Regions from separate parts of the Mus musculus genome. Here region 2 is linked to region 1. A link is a contact called in public Hi-C data. All regions are on one chromosome and are shown on one strand. Each heading gives the region's core, a stretch centred on a gene start, on an enhancer-like site or on the middle of the called end of the contact. The rest is flanking DNA. Distances are from core to core; before and after follow the strand shown. Region 1 has its middle 25 kb from the start of Mir17. Region 2 holds the start of Gpc5 (glypican 5).

Region 1 (7,323 bases), core at 1,705-4,204:
AGCAGATATTCCCAATAATCTTCATTCCTTATATAATATTGTTTTTGCTTTTAAAGATTTATTTTGTTTTTAACTATGCGCATAGGAGAGGTGTGTACAGCTGGCTGAAGAGGTCAAAAGGTGAGTCTGGATCTCCTGGAGCTGCCACCACAGGTCCTTCTATCCCTTTATCAATCTATCAAGTCAAATGCATGGTGCCCAAATACTCTCGTGTGTTGGGCTTTGCCGTGGAGGGTGACTGGAAACACCTAATGATTTATTGCTATACCCATAGATTAGTGCCATGTGTCTATCATAGATTTCTGTTTTGATCTGATAATGCAATACTTGATTGCCAGTGTAACAGTCTGGGCTCAATCAGGAGATGAAAGTGACAGCAATTTACACAAGGGAAGTTAAGAATAAAGTATTATTAAATTATGATAGGAGTGGCTTTAAAAACATAACGAAGATGCTAAAAGCTACCTTATGATTAAAGGACTCTGGCCCTCAGAAGAATAAACTGGGGTGTTTGGGGTGGGGTGGGGTTTCTCTCAGGCTAATTGAGAAGGTATTACTATAGCCCACTAGATGGCAGAGAAGTTTGCTACGTGGCTGGGCTAGTAACACGCTTGAGATATGGAGCATTAGACAGCAACAGAGTGTTTAAAGAGTAGGAAAATGGGTGAGGACCTCCTGAAGATAGCCACTAGATTCCTGCCAGAGGCTCAGGGTTTCCTAGCAACAGCACTCGGTACTGCATGATCAGATGTTCAGCACCTAGCTTCTTCCTAAACCCGCTCCACAGGATGACCTCAAGGTAAAAGCAAGAACAGAGAATCCTATACAGAGTAATCAAGTAAAGTTACTCCCATCCTTTAGCAACTGAATTTACATTGTGTGCATGAAAAGAAAACATATTTAAAGTGTTATGCATGGGCTATCAGAACAGGTGCTAGAGAGCCAATTTGGGGGCTCAGGGTAATAAATTGATAATTGGCAGAGAAAGCAAGCAAATACATCTTTGTCTGTTTGAAAAAAAAAAAAAGAATTCTACGTCCTAAGTTTCATTCTAGAGAAAGCGCTTTCACTGATGATTTGTTTTATATAGTGGAGAAAAATAGGAATAGGAAAAAGATAAAAGCAAGTGTAGTGGAATTTTATTCACATATATTGCTCAGAACATATGGTCACATAGTCACTGTGAAACCCTTTCAATTTTAGAGCTGAGTTTTATAAAAATGTCATCCACGGTGCCACTTAATGCTTCCCAAGCTATCCTGTGACAGTTTAATCCCTACTACGTAATAGTTTACAAACCTCTACTCAAAGAGACTGTGGTCAGGCAACATTGAGACTTACCCAGGGACAGGCCCCATGGCCAGCAGTTTTTGTTTGTTTGTTTGTTTTTGTTTTGTTTCTATGTTTTTTGTTTGTCTTTGCAATGCTCTAACCGGTCATTTTCTTACCTTACCAATGTTTTACATATTTTGCAGAATTTCTGTGTTTGTAAATGTGTCTCTGTTTTTATGTGTTTCTTGTGCCTTACGGGACTTCTGGGTATCCAGATGTGTGTCTCTGTGTTTACACAAGTTTCTGGGTATCCAGATGTGTGTCTCTGTGTTTACGCAAGTTTCTGGGTATCCAGGTGTGTACATCCGTGCTTACACAAGTTTCTGGGTATCCAGATGTGTGTCTCTGTGCTTACACAAGTTTCTGGGTATCCAGATGTGTGTCTCTGTGTTTACACAAGTTTCCGGGTATCCAGATGTGTGTCTCTGTGTTTACACAAATTTCCTGTGCTTCTTCCTTGGCTCTTTTTATTCCTGTTTGTTTTTGTTTGTTTGTTTGCTTGCTTGCTTGTTTTGCCCTATTCTGGTTTTTTGTTTGTTTGTTTTGTTTTGTGTGTATTTTTAGTTGTCTGTTTTGTAAGGAAAGAGAGAAAGGAAGGGTGTGTGTAGATCTGGGTGAGATGGGTGATGGAAAACAGCTAGGAGGAGTTGGGGGAGAAGAAACTGGGATCAGAATATATTGTATGAAAAAAATCTATTTTTTAAAAGAAGAACAACAGTAATTACCACTAATCATGTTTTACATATTGAATACCACAGTACTTAATCTAAAAAATTTAAAAATATATAAGTGATACTATATAGTATATATCCTGACATCATCATCCATGACTAGAGTTGTGATTAGGTAGAAATACATTTCAATGTACCAATGAATCTATCGGTTAACTGGAATGGACTATATGGATCTGTTCAACTTTGTAATTCACGCGCACAAAACTAGTGGCCGTTCTAGAAACCTACTACATCTAGCTGTGAATATCATCAAGCCCTGAAAATTCTTCACTAAATTTTTCAAAATTAAAAACCATTTCTATTATTTACTTTAAATGCTGTTACAGTTTTATTTTAAGGTTTAACCTATATAAATACTAGGAAAAATTATTAGTGCATACCGAGATAAATTTCATAACAAATGGCCATTAGTCATTTAGTGTTTTAATATGCTTGGTAGTGTTTCTGACCCAAGGACACCTTCCCTGATTTCCATAACCTTTAATGTTATGCAGGAAAGCATCCACACAGCTTTGCACTTAACTTAAATTCTCAGTCCTGATGATTTGGTACCCCAACTGTGTCCCTGGTACCTCGGGCCAGATATAAGATCACCGCACCCTAAAACAAACTAAAAAAAAAAATCAGTTTCTGCACAAAATAGGCAGGTAGAAAGATACAGTCTCTTATTTTGAACACCACAGAGGGCTCCTTCTACGCTTTCCAAGTCAGTTTAGACGTTTTCCAAACAAACTATCGTCATCTGCTGTGGCCGTTGATTTTTAAAAATTTACCCGTGAGACAGTAAAACTTGAATAGCCGAGAAACTCGTTTTCCAGGCTGGGTATGCGGTTTGCTCCTTCTTTCCGGCTCTGTGCAGCCAGCCCTGCCACCGTTACTAAGAGTCACCAGCAGAGGGTAGACACGGAAAGGGCTGTCAGCCGAACCAAAACTTGTTGCCTGCCTGCATCAGCAGCGAATATTTCAGAAAAAAACGGGGACCAGTCAGGATCACCCAAGCCTTTGGGTGACGGGTGGACAACGGCGAATGAGTTTAAGGATGTTAGGATCTTCGTTGATCTCACAGCCTGTGGACCTTCATATGAAATGGAACCAGAGCGTGCTCTCAGCTGCCCACCATGTGACTGCTCTGTCAAATCGGTCTACATGAAGCAGTTTACAGTCATAGCAATATTCTGTGGAGCCAAATTAAGTGTTCTATTTGGGAAAAAAAATAGCTTGAAAACAAAACCTGGGCAATCTGTATAAGGGAGGTATTTAACATGGAAACCATTTTAACAATTGATTTTAAGATAAAAATTATATTTGAAGACTATTCTGATTAAAATGTGAAGGCCAGTTTCCTGGGGCACTTCTGTCAGGTTGTAAATGTTTTGTGAGATGTAGGGATGAGATTTAAGCCATAAGTTTTGTAACTAAAGAAACTCTGGAGAGGGGACATTAAACATGAAAATGCATCTCATAGAATAAAGGTCATTCGGCGTGTTCACAAGCTGTACCTGTTCACAGGACAAACAGAAAACATCTGAAAGCAAAATTGGTTTAGAGGAACCTCCAAGTACGTCCTCCTCACGACAGCTCTTCAGTGCCAGCAAATGCTGCCTGCCCACAGTATCCCCTAACAGATAGATCTGTCCTGTGCCAACTGCAGACCAATGCACATCCCCATGCTAAGAAACATTAACATACTATCATCCCCCTATCAAACCATTTTTAAAATGTTTTGCAAGGTTTATGCCACTGCAAACTTAGATTTTGATGAATCAGCGAGTGAAGAGTTTTCTCATAACGAGTATCTCTGCCTAGGGTTTTACGGGAGAGACTGTTATTTTCAGATAAACTATTTGTAAACAACAAATATTCACTAAAGCCCCTCAACTCTCTGTAGTATATGCGAGTTTCTAAAGCACCCTGAACACTGAAGCTGAGCCAATAGGACCACATTCTAAGCCATCAGTGAAGCATAACGGGCAACTAAAATCTTAGTCTTTCATGCTCTCTGGAATTCACCATCATATTTAGTTTAAGTAGATCTGTTCTGGTTACTCTGGATAAATAAAATGTTCAGTTAGCATCCATCCTTATAAACCTTACTTGAAAAGTGGAGATTCTTGTTTTACATATGAAAAACCTTGACTTTACGGTTATCATACATAAAGATACAGCATTTTTTTTTTGTATGCTAGATGTGCTTTTTTGGTAACAAATACTGCTTTCATTTGTACTTGTGAGTGCCTACTCTATTATAGTCTGCATGTTTAAAATAATTAGTTTAAAATAAATATTTTATGCATCATTGTGAGTAGTGGAAATAAGGAAACACAGAGATTTGCATATGAACAGTCATGCTACTTCAGATCATGAGGAAATGTAATTTTAAAGGCTTGTTTTACAACTCTATTCAAAAGAAAAAGAAAACATTTAGACTAAAATTGTATTATACCCAGCCTGTTTCACCCTTTCTTGACTATTACAGCCACCAGTTCGCAGCTGTACCACTAGATAACACAGCCAAGCTCTGGACATGTAGCTAAGCACAAGATGTGCACACACAAGAAAACTGGCAACAAATCCAACTTTTCAACTTCTCCGTTAGTAGCCCAGTTGTTAAATAGGATCCTGTGTCTTAATTCAGTGTTGTACGATAAGCCTGGATCCTGCTACAAAAGAATACAGACATAATATTGTCAAATATAGAAATTATAGTTTTAAGCCATTGGAAAAGATTGGTCCTAGAAAAGACCTAAACTGAGTAAATGAGATAACACTTATTGAATAATTTGATATAAGTTTCTAAATTCTAAAATTTTACCATTTTGATAGTTAACATCATTCCATGCAAACTTCTACTATATAAAAATTCTGTGTCATTTAGATTTGTATGAAATATTTGGAGAGAATGGTTGAATTAGTAAAATAATTTTCATAACTAATTACTGGTTTACAATTTAATTTTTATTTCGGTGAAATAATTTAATTTATTATATTTGTAGTAAGAAGAATGCTTACCTATGCATGACAGACATCAACCATACAGATATGTCTATAATCAGATATAACTTGTTGATTTTACTTGATCATACGAAATATTTTCTTTGTTCTTTTCTTGTAGGTTGTACAATTTTTAGACTCACCCAGTTTTGTTAGCTTGGGGATTAAGATCAACGTGCTGCATTGCCGAAAGTACTGGAGGGTGGGAGGCAAAACATTTACAGAATAATCAGACCCTCTGAAATAAGATGTTTTCAAATGCAGCAAGCACGAAACTAATATTTTAAGCTCTCTAAAATTATTACATTTATGTACTATAAAACAGTGAAGAAATCGAAATTAGTGTTTAAATTATAAAACACGTTTTTATTTCTTGAAATGGAAACTATCAAAGATAACAGAGAATTAAAATTAGAGAATGTCTCACAGATTTATGATAAATAATAGATAAGCAAAAAGATTTTGAAAAGGCAAATAGTCCCCTTCAAATTTGCTCAAATAAAATCATTGCAAAGCAAAGACAAGATTTCAGGGTGTGTTATTATGTGTACAGTTTAGGGTCCGCTACAGGAATTTGCCTTTTGAGCTAGAACACTATGTTACAGCCTTAACTACGGAAAACAAAGTGACATTTTCCTTTCCTTTTTAAAGCTGCTACTGAATTTTTCATTTAAGCAGCATTTCAGATAAAAGCATAAACAGAATCATGTATGTTACCTGGCTCTCTTTTCATGTGAAACTTGTAATAGTCTATAGAAATAAACTTTAAAATTATTTTTACATGCAATGGTATCTATTTGGCAACAATTTGGGATATAGATAAATCAGAGTGTCTGCTATCTGGAGAGATGGAATTTAAGCATCCACACAGCTGGAAGCAACGGAAGCTGCTTAAACCTTTGAGGAAAGAGAATCTGACTTTACTTAGTAGTGTTTAACACATGACTACTCTTTACCTCTGTGTCAGGAGGCCTGTCCATCAAAAAACCTAGCAAGGTAGAAACAGCAACGATATAATAAAAGCTGTGTATAACTCGAATTTCAGTGATCAGTAGATAAGAAAATTGAGCCATATTTATATATTGGAATGCTTTCTGGAATGGAGGTGTTGTGTGAATATATATAAAAACTAGAAGAATGTAAGGGCTGGAGCCACACCTCAGTGGGTAAAGTGTTTGCTCTGCAAGCCTGAGGACCAAATTTCAGCTCTCTGGCCCCCACATAAAAGTCAGATATGGTGGTTGTCTGTATGTCAACACTGGGGGAAGGAAACAGGCAGATCTCGGGGACTCTCATCTAGCCAAAATGGTAAGCTTTAGATTCAATGAGCTTCCCTATTTCGAAATATAAGGTGTAGAAGACAATCAAGAAACACATTCCACCATGAGCCTCTGGGCTCCATAAATCCAGGTGTGTGTACAAGTGTGCCTGCATACCTACGTGCACATGTGAATGCATACACAACACACACACACACATATACAAGATCACAGGAAGGGTTGTTCCATTTGTCTTCCCCCCCCCCCCCGTTTTTGTCACACATTTTGTTATTTAGGTTTGGTATATACAATTTTTCACAACAAAACATAAGAAATGTAGCCACATAAATGTTTAACAAAGTGGCAGCCGTTTTTGATTGATTTTCACCATCTGTTCACCAGCTTCTTTTATTTTTTTCCCAACCAATAATCAAATGTAAAAGTGAATGTGTTGATGTTCAGAGTAAACCCAGAGAGAAACTAATTCTAATGTAATTTATCTAAATGTATCAGAATCAGATTAGACTACAGAAGACGGCAATACATATCAGTATAGCTTAAGAAGATCTTACTCAAAAAGAGACATGATAAAGTTGAAAATTGACATGCACACCTGTGTCAGGGTGGGTATGGAGAATTTGAAATAGCCTGTACCATACCTTTTGAATGGTCACCTTATTCTTCACCTCCCCAAGGTTCATCCCTCAATCTTAAAACTGGCCTCAAACAAACCTTAAATATGAACGTGTTTGTATTTTTCCTTTGAAATTGGAAGAATTCAAGTTTTCACTTTCATCCACACATCTCCAACATGAGTGTTGAATATCTTACCCCGTGATGGACACAATTTCATAAAATGCCGTGGCACAAAACCAAAAACCTAAAGTGTGGACAATTCAAAGCCTTTTGTAGTAAGCGAAAGTCACATGGGGCAGGACGAGTCGCACTGTTTCATCTACTAGTGGAAAGCTGGAATTCCGCACACTTAAAACACTTAACGTGTAACC
Region 2 (6,921 bases), core at 2,633-5,132, 74 kb after region 1:
AGTGGCAGTGATCAGGATGTAAAGTGAATAAATAAAATAATAAAAAAGAATCCCAATGAGAAATAAAATAAAATAATTGGTCCAAGTGATAATGGATCAATCACTCAACAGGAATATTTTTCTTCCTGGGTGAGGGACCACTTCTGGAAATACCATGAGAACTTATGCTAAGCTTTGGGGACTTGTATGGCTTAAATATGATAAGAATGTCGTTATAATTCTCATCCCTGGAAGATTAATGAGAGTAGGCGTTGGGAGGACACATTGCTGTGGCCATCTCTAAGGAAGTGCGGTACTGTTGGTCCACAGCTAGACACTTGTTAGGACCCAGGGATGTCATAGGAAAGAGGTACATCTGGCTTTTCACAGAGGATAACAAGCACCAGGCTTCTGCTCATGTATGAGGCGAGTACAAAGAACTACAAGTTCACTGTCTAGCTCAGCAGCAGCAGCAGCAGCAGCAGGAGCAGCAGCAGCAGCAGCAGCAGAATGCTGTTGATAAGGGACACAGAAGTTATTCTGACTGGCTTGGCTTGTATTTGGGTTGCAGTCACACTTGTGTTTTTTTAGAAAATTGCTTAATCTTTCTTTTAATCTCTTCTCTGCTTCTTTCTCATCTCTTTCCCTTCCCTTCCCTCCCCTCCCCTCCCCTCGGCTCCCCCCCCCCTTCCCCTCTTCCCACCCCTTCCCTTCCTTCATTTCATTTTTGGTTTGTAGAGTAATAACTACTGTCACAGACTTGTTGAAATGTTTGTTTCAGGAGATAATAACTGTAAGCCCTTAATCAGTGTTAACTGTTACTATTTCTTGGGTACAGAGGCTACCCTAACCTGATTCTGAGCATGCTTTAGTTTCTGTTTGTCTGTTTTGATTGTTTTTGCATGTTTTAGTTTTCTCTATGCCGCTGTTATAAAATGTCTGACAAAGGCAACTAAGGGAAGGAAGGGCTTATTTGGCTCACAATTCTAGGTTATAATCCATTCTAGCAGGCAGGTCAAGGCCGGAACTTAAAGCCACAGCCAAGAGTAGAGAGAGAATAAACATGGGGACACTTGCTTGCTGCTCAGTACCTAGCTGGCTTGCTCTACTCTTGCAGGATCTCCTGCCTAGGGAACAGTGATGCCCACAATGGCCTGGGCTAATTAACAATCAGGACTAGCAATCTCAAGTGTACCTAGAGGCCAATCAGATCTGGACAGTTTCTCAATTATGACTTCTGCTTCTGCTGGTTTTATGTCGTCTCATGTTAACAGTTAAAATTTCCCAGTACAGAGTATGGGCTATTGAGTAGTACACTATGTCCTAAAGACATATTCAGGCCAATCTGCAATCATTACACCAATACCACATTGCTCTTACACTGCTGGCAATTCTTTATCTTTCTTTACAAGGTCTTGTGTTGACAAACCATAAACTGTTATTGAGAAATGCTAGGGAAGCCCCACATTTAGAAGATGATTAAGGTGCATTTTAAATGACGGCCCTTTCAAGGTTTTCCTATCTGAGGGTATTGATATTTGAAATCAAAGCACAGTGTCTGTAACACAAAAGACATCCAATAACTGCACATGGAGTAGCTTTAAAAAATGAGGCATTATACATATCAAAGTATTGAAACTCTCCCTTGCTTCATTTATAGAATCTATGAGTAAACTGAGCCAAAGACTAGTTCCAGTCCAGTGTGTGCGGACGGTCCTAAGAATGTCTCCATAAAAGCCACAGTGGTACCTTACTCTGCTTGGAAGACAGGAACTTGTTTTCAATATTCTCAGCTCAGAAACCGAGTGATTTGTTTGTCTGGCATAAGAATATTGTGAGAAAAATCATCCTTCTAAGCCAACTGTTATCTCATTCATTGTGGCAATCAGAGGGCATAAAGGTATCAGCAAAATATGCCATTTATTTATAAATGTGGACAATTTATACAGGACAAGTATACTTATTTTTCTAGTTAAGACCTACTCAGTTTCCATGTATGCTGTCCCACATGTTTTGTTGAAAGGAAGTATGAAGCACTGAGAACTTGCTTGTAGCTTTCTTTAAGCCTAGTTAAGCTTAACAGACCTCTTTATATCATACTGTCCGATCAATATTTGCTATGCAAACCATCAGTATTTATGATTTTGTTCTAGAGAAAGTGCTTTACAGACTGCAGTTAAAGGGATCAGGCTGGATAGTGAATCCTTATAGTTATAGTGGTCTATGATAGCCAGCTCTAACATGGAGAGATTCTGGTGAGAATAAGGATGTTTGGGGAAAAATTAGAAGTTAACTTTATACTAATATATGTGGGAGTCTAGAAGATATATATGTACATATTTTCTAATTTTAAAAAGTCCGATGGACTAATTAAAGTCTTTAGTCTTACTCCATGTAGCTGAGTCAGCATCTAAGTGAAACATGAAATGGCTAAGGAAATCTTGTCCTGGATTTTGACATTTTGATTTGACTCCTGGTTCCCGCTGCCTGTGGCCTTGGGAAACCCATCTTACATGTCTGTCCCTATCTACTTACTTGAAAAATAGTACTGGTGATAACAAGTGTATAGGGTGATTGTAACGACCGAATGAAGGGAAATCCATACAGCACTTGGAATACTGCTTAGCACTTAAGGATTTTATAGATGAGCGTGGCTGCTCTTGTTTATTCCTATGGATATAGCTGACCTCCAAGAAGCCTTTCTTGATGGTGCATCAGAGCTGAAGAGTCATGAATGTTCCTTTATTTTTCTAGGATACATATGTAAAACCTTGCTTGAAGGCCTAGAATTTAAAGTGTCTAATGATTTCTATTCTTGCTTACTAAGAAAACTTCTAAGAAAATAATTTGTAGTATTCGGGGAATGATGTCAAAAGCCAAGTGGGTAATATTTCACTCTGAAACAGCATCCCAGCCATGGCAAGATCTCTTTCTGAAAGTGCTGCCTTTGATATCAAATGGCCATTAGAAAACCCCAGGACACTTAGCTAAGACTGGAAATTATTCATCTCGAGTCTTGGCAAGGGTGCAGCTTAAGATGAAATTCTCTTAAAGTGGTTAAGATATTTAGAGTCCCTTCTGCTAATGCTGTTAAAGAGCTTCTTGGTGCTGAGAAGTACTCTCTTCAGGTGGCTATGACCCGGATCATGTCACTCATTTAGGCTTAACTGCAGGCTGCCTTTTGCTTCCTGGTTTCTCATGCCTAACTTGACAAACTTTCCTTTTCAGCTTGTAATTGCCCAGTATTTTCGTTTCTCCTATTTTCCTGGGGAGAAGCTCCCTCGAGCACTTTTGTCTTAGTTACTCTCTGAGAAATATTAAAAACAAATTGTCAAAGGTGTCAAAGCTCAGAAAGGTATAAGACCAACGTGAACTATGATGTTAGAATAAACTGAACTTCAGCGAGATATAAAGAATGTGATAACTTCCCATTGAGACTCTGAGCTCTAAATTCTTTCAGAAGAATCATGTTACAGAAAAATCCTCCTAGCACTAAAAGCATAAAACGCTTAACATTAAAAAAAATAAAAGCATAAAGAATTTGAAACGTAAGTGCTACTAGGTCGCTCAAAACCCTGCTTTTGCCATTCGCACTTGCCAAGGTCCAGTTCATGAAATTTGGATACAGATTCCTATGCATAGAGGACCTTGATTTGTAGAGAAATGTTTCATCTTATTTCCAACTCATGTTTCTTATCTCCTGCCTTCTCTGATCCTCTTTATACATACTTTCGTTTCAGCGGTTGAATGCTTTCCGAAATCAACCCGGAGGAAGAAGGCTAGTTTCCTTCCATTAATTTGACTCTTCTGTGAGGTCGCAAGCCCGGCGCTTGCTGTGCTCCGCAGGATCTGGGCTTGGGCGGAGCCGGCGGACTGCTGGGGGTGTGGCTAGGGGCGTGGCCTGTTCGCGGGGTTGGCGAACCGGGCTCTGGAGCTCCGCAGGCTGGCACAGCCTAGGTTAGTGGCTGCGAGCTGAGCCTTAGGCGGCTGCAGCGATACCGGCCAGTGCCGGATGCTTGCCGTGTCTCGCTTCTCCCCGGCTCGTGTTCGGCTTGCGCAGCGCCCACCCGCCCTGGTCCGGGAGGGACCCGGGCGATGCTAAGCATGAGAAGTGCAGCGTCTCAGCCTCAGGGCTTCAGGGGAGAAAGCGGAGCTCTTGCAGGTGAAGCCGCGGTCCCTTCGCGGTCTTCCCGTGGCCGCCTGCGCATCGAACCCTTGCCAGATTCCGCCACGCATCTTCCTCCCGCGCTGCCGATGCTGGGTGCTCTGGAGAGTGAGGACCACAGCGGGGAGGGCGCGACCCGAACACCGAGGATGGATGCCCGCACCTGGCGTCTGGGCTGGCGCTGTCTCCTTCTCCTGGCTCTCCTTGGATCTACCCGAAGCGAGGGCGTGGAGAGCTGCGAAGAAGTTCGGAAACTTTTCCAGTGGCGGCTTGGGGGAGCTGTCAAAGGGCTGCCGGAGGCGCCGCGGGCAGGTAAGAGCCGCTGGTTGGCTCCGCACTGTGCGGGGCTCCAGCCGGGGACCTCTTGGGCTTGCGACCACGGTCTCTGGGGCATCCATCCATTCAGAGATGGTCCTTGGTGAGACGACGACCTTTCGGGTTCTCCGGCCCCAGTAGGTGAACCGGGGTGAGGCCTGTGGGAATGCTTGGTGTGCTCACGAGAGTAGGGCAGCTTCAAGGTGGGCTCCTTAACTGTATCTGGGGTTCCTTGGAGCTCTGAAGCATTTTTTTTCATGCCGGTGCCCTCTTGCTCTCCAGGGAGGTGCTTGAAGAACTAATCAAGGGTGGTTTGTTACTGCTCCAGGATCTATTTGTTCCCACAGGAAACATCACCAGGGGTCCTGGTTTTACTCTCACAACCTCAGAGGGATTGTGTTGGTTGCCGCAAGTTTGATGGTAAACTAACAAACCTTCTTATATCCTTGTGCTGACCAAGGTGCCAATGCTGTTTTTAATGAGCGCTCGACCCAGTTCACTCAGAGACGACCTTTAGTTGCCCCTCTGCACCTTGGCACCAAGCCTTCCTACAGAAATCCGAGTCTCTTAGTGTGTCCCAGCCCCACAAAGTAGTTTCGAGCTTGCAAAGCGATAGGGCAACAGGCAATCAAGCTCTGCGTTTGGGGGCACCAGGAAACTCACAGTCTATACAATTAATATGGCAGCTAGAGACCATGCGTACTATAAGACCCCTTTGCCTGCATTCATCTCCTGTGCTCTAGCCTACACTCAAATTCTTAGCTGCTGGTGGGAGAACAAGTACACGTTCTATCCAGAAGAGAAGATCTTGTGCTAGGGAGCCAATAGAGTGTCTGGGGCTAAGTTAGATCATAGTGGAGTATCCCTAGCTGTTGCTGAAGTCAACAGAGAGGGCTGGATTTAAGGACGTTGTCTGATGAACAAAGAATTTGCAAAGGATGCCTTAGTACCAAATACATCCCTTTTCCAGTGCGAGAAGGCTTGCCGTTAGCACTCCCCAGTGGTAGCACATTCGCTTGATTGTTTTTCTGCTAGTTAGCTCAATTCTTATCATCCTTCCCCAGTGTCTGGGCGCAGAAAGCCCACCAGCCAGCGCTCACAGGACCACTTTTAAACACACCAGTGTTTATTGGAATACCTACTCAATACACTCTTTCCATACTTGACACACATTGTTGACACTTCCAGCTTAGGGGATTCTTGTCTCTTCAAAACCAAACACACACACACACACACACACACACACACACACACACACACATACCCCAAAACAACCTTCTAAGTAAGTACTGATTTCAGTGTATTCTTTCGTTAAGAAATACCTCTCCCTTAACCACTTATGAGACTAATTGGTTTGTGTGCAGTGGGTGTTGAGCTGAGAAAGCCTCACGTGCATTGTGAGACCTGTCTCCCGAATGTCAAAGCTTTGGCTGTAGCTGACAGTCCTCAGGAAGGCTTTGATCTCAGTGGCTTCTCGATGCTCAGTGTCCGTGCACCTGCTGAAGACAACACGGTCCAGAAAGATGGTGAGTGTCGTTTCTAGAACCTCATGTGTGTCATTGCCTTTGAAGAGGTATGTTCTAGAGCATTGATCACTGAGCTAGCCATCACTGTAAGGAGCTACTGAAGCTCTACCCTCCAGAAAAGCAAACAGTTGTCACTGTTGGCCTCTGATACAGAGAGCACAGCCTAAGTGCCAGGGGAGCGTGCACCTTTTTAAAGGAGTCATTCTGGGTTGTCCTGTTGAAAACACCTTTCTTCTTCCTTCCTTTCTTTCTTTCTTTCTTTCTTTCTTTCTTTCTTTCTTTCTTTCTTTCTTTCTTTCTTTCTTTCTTCCTTCCTTTCTTCCTTTTCTTTTTTTAAATTTAATCTCTTATTTATTTATTTTTTTACACTCCAGGTTTTATGCCCCCCTCCCCCCCATCCATCCTCTGACTGTTCCACATCCTATACGTCCTCCCTGGTCTCCGTGTCTCTACAAGGCCGTCCCCACCACCCACCACCCTTCCCACCAGACCTCTAAACTCCCTGGGTCCTCCAGTCTCTTGAGGGTTAGGGAAAGTGCCTTTCTTATCTGTGGCTTAAGGCAATGAGAAATCAGAGTAGCTCCCACTAAAGCAGCCGGGCACTCTTACAGACATCAGTGGTCTGAAAGAGGTTCTCCTGAAAGAAGTGCTAAATTCCTTGGATATTTTCATTAAGAAAAAGTCACATGAAGGTATTATGCTGATGTTGACTAACCCAATAGAGTCACTCATGTACAAATTTGATATAATACTGACATTTAATTGTATCATTCATTGATTTGAATAATTCAGCAAAACATTAAAATGTTTTGGCGTTGATTCATCTTATTTCCTTGCTTAAAAAAAAATCCCATTCTTGATTTCCTATCCGAATCTAATGAGTCACATATAACTTATGCTTAATAAATATTTTCTTTATTCTTACATTTACATAAT

What was found. Hi-C and Micro-C count contacts between places; a contact is called where the count stands out from the background.
Region 2: a Hi-C map of granulocyte-monocyte progenitors shows a contact between it and region 1, with 2.9 times the contacts expected there. The contact joins the promoter of Gpc5 here to the enhancer-like site in region 1. A contact is called at or near these places in 2 of 39 promoter capture datasets (pre-B cells and trophoblast stem cells), 1 of 15 datasets of contacts at CTCF or cohesin (CD8 T cells), 10 of 484 Hi-C or Micro-C datasets (CD4 T cells, CD8 T cells, bone marrow-derived macrophages and 7 more), 2 of 115 datasets of contacts at active chromatin or transcription factors (the SCID.adh cell line and regulatory T cells) and 1 of 9 other capture datasets (liver).

Annotation. Positions count from the first base shown.
Region 1 is chr14:115,014,892-115,022,214 of GRCm38.p6, forward strand. No RefSeq gene overlaps it. Among named protein-coding and RNA genes, the nearest start is that of Mir17, 25 kb to the right of the region's middle. Within about 2 kb of position 2,955, at least 22 of the 459 cell types and tissues checked have an H3K27ac peak or open chromatin away from gene starts, as enhancers often do. A contact at or near this core is called in the SCID.adh cell line, granulocyte-monocyte progenitors and pre-B cells, where this site is marked.
Region 2 is chr14:115,088,333-115,095,253 of GRCm38.p6, forward strand. It overlaps Gpc5 (glypican 5), which reads left to right and starts at 3,883. Exons shown (of 8, transcript NM_175500.4): 1 at 3,883-4,456. The coding sequence starts at 4,294.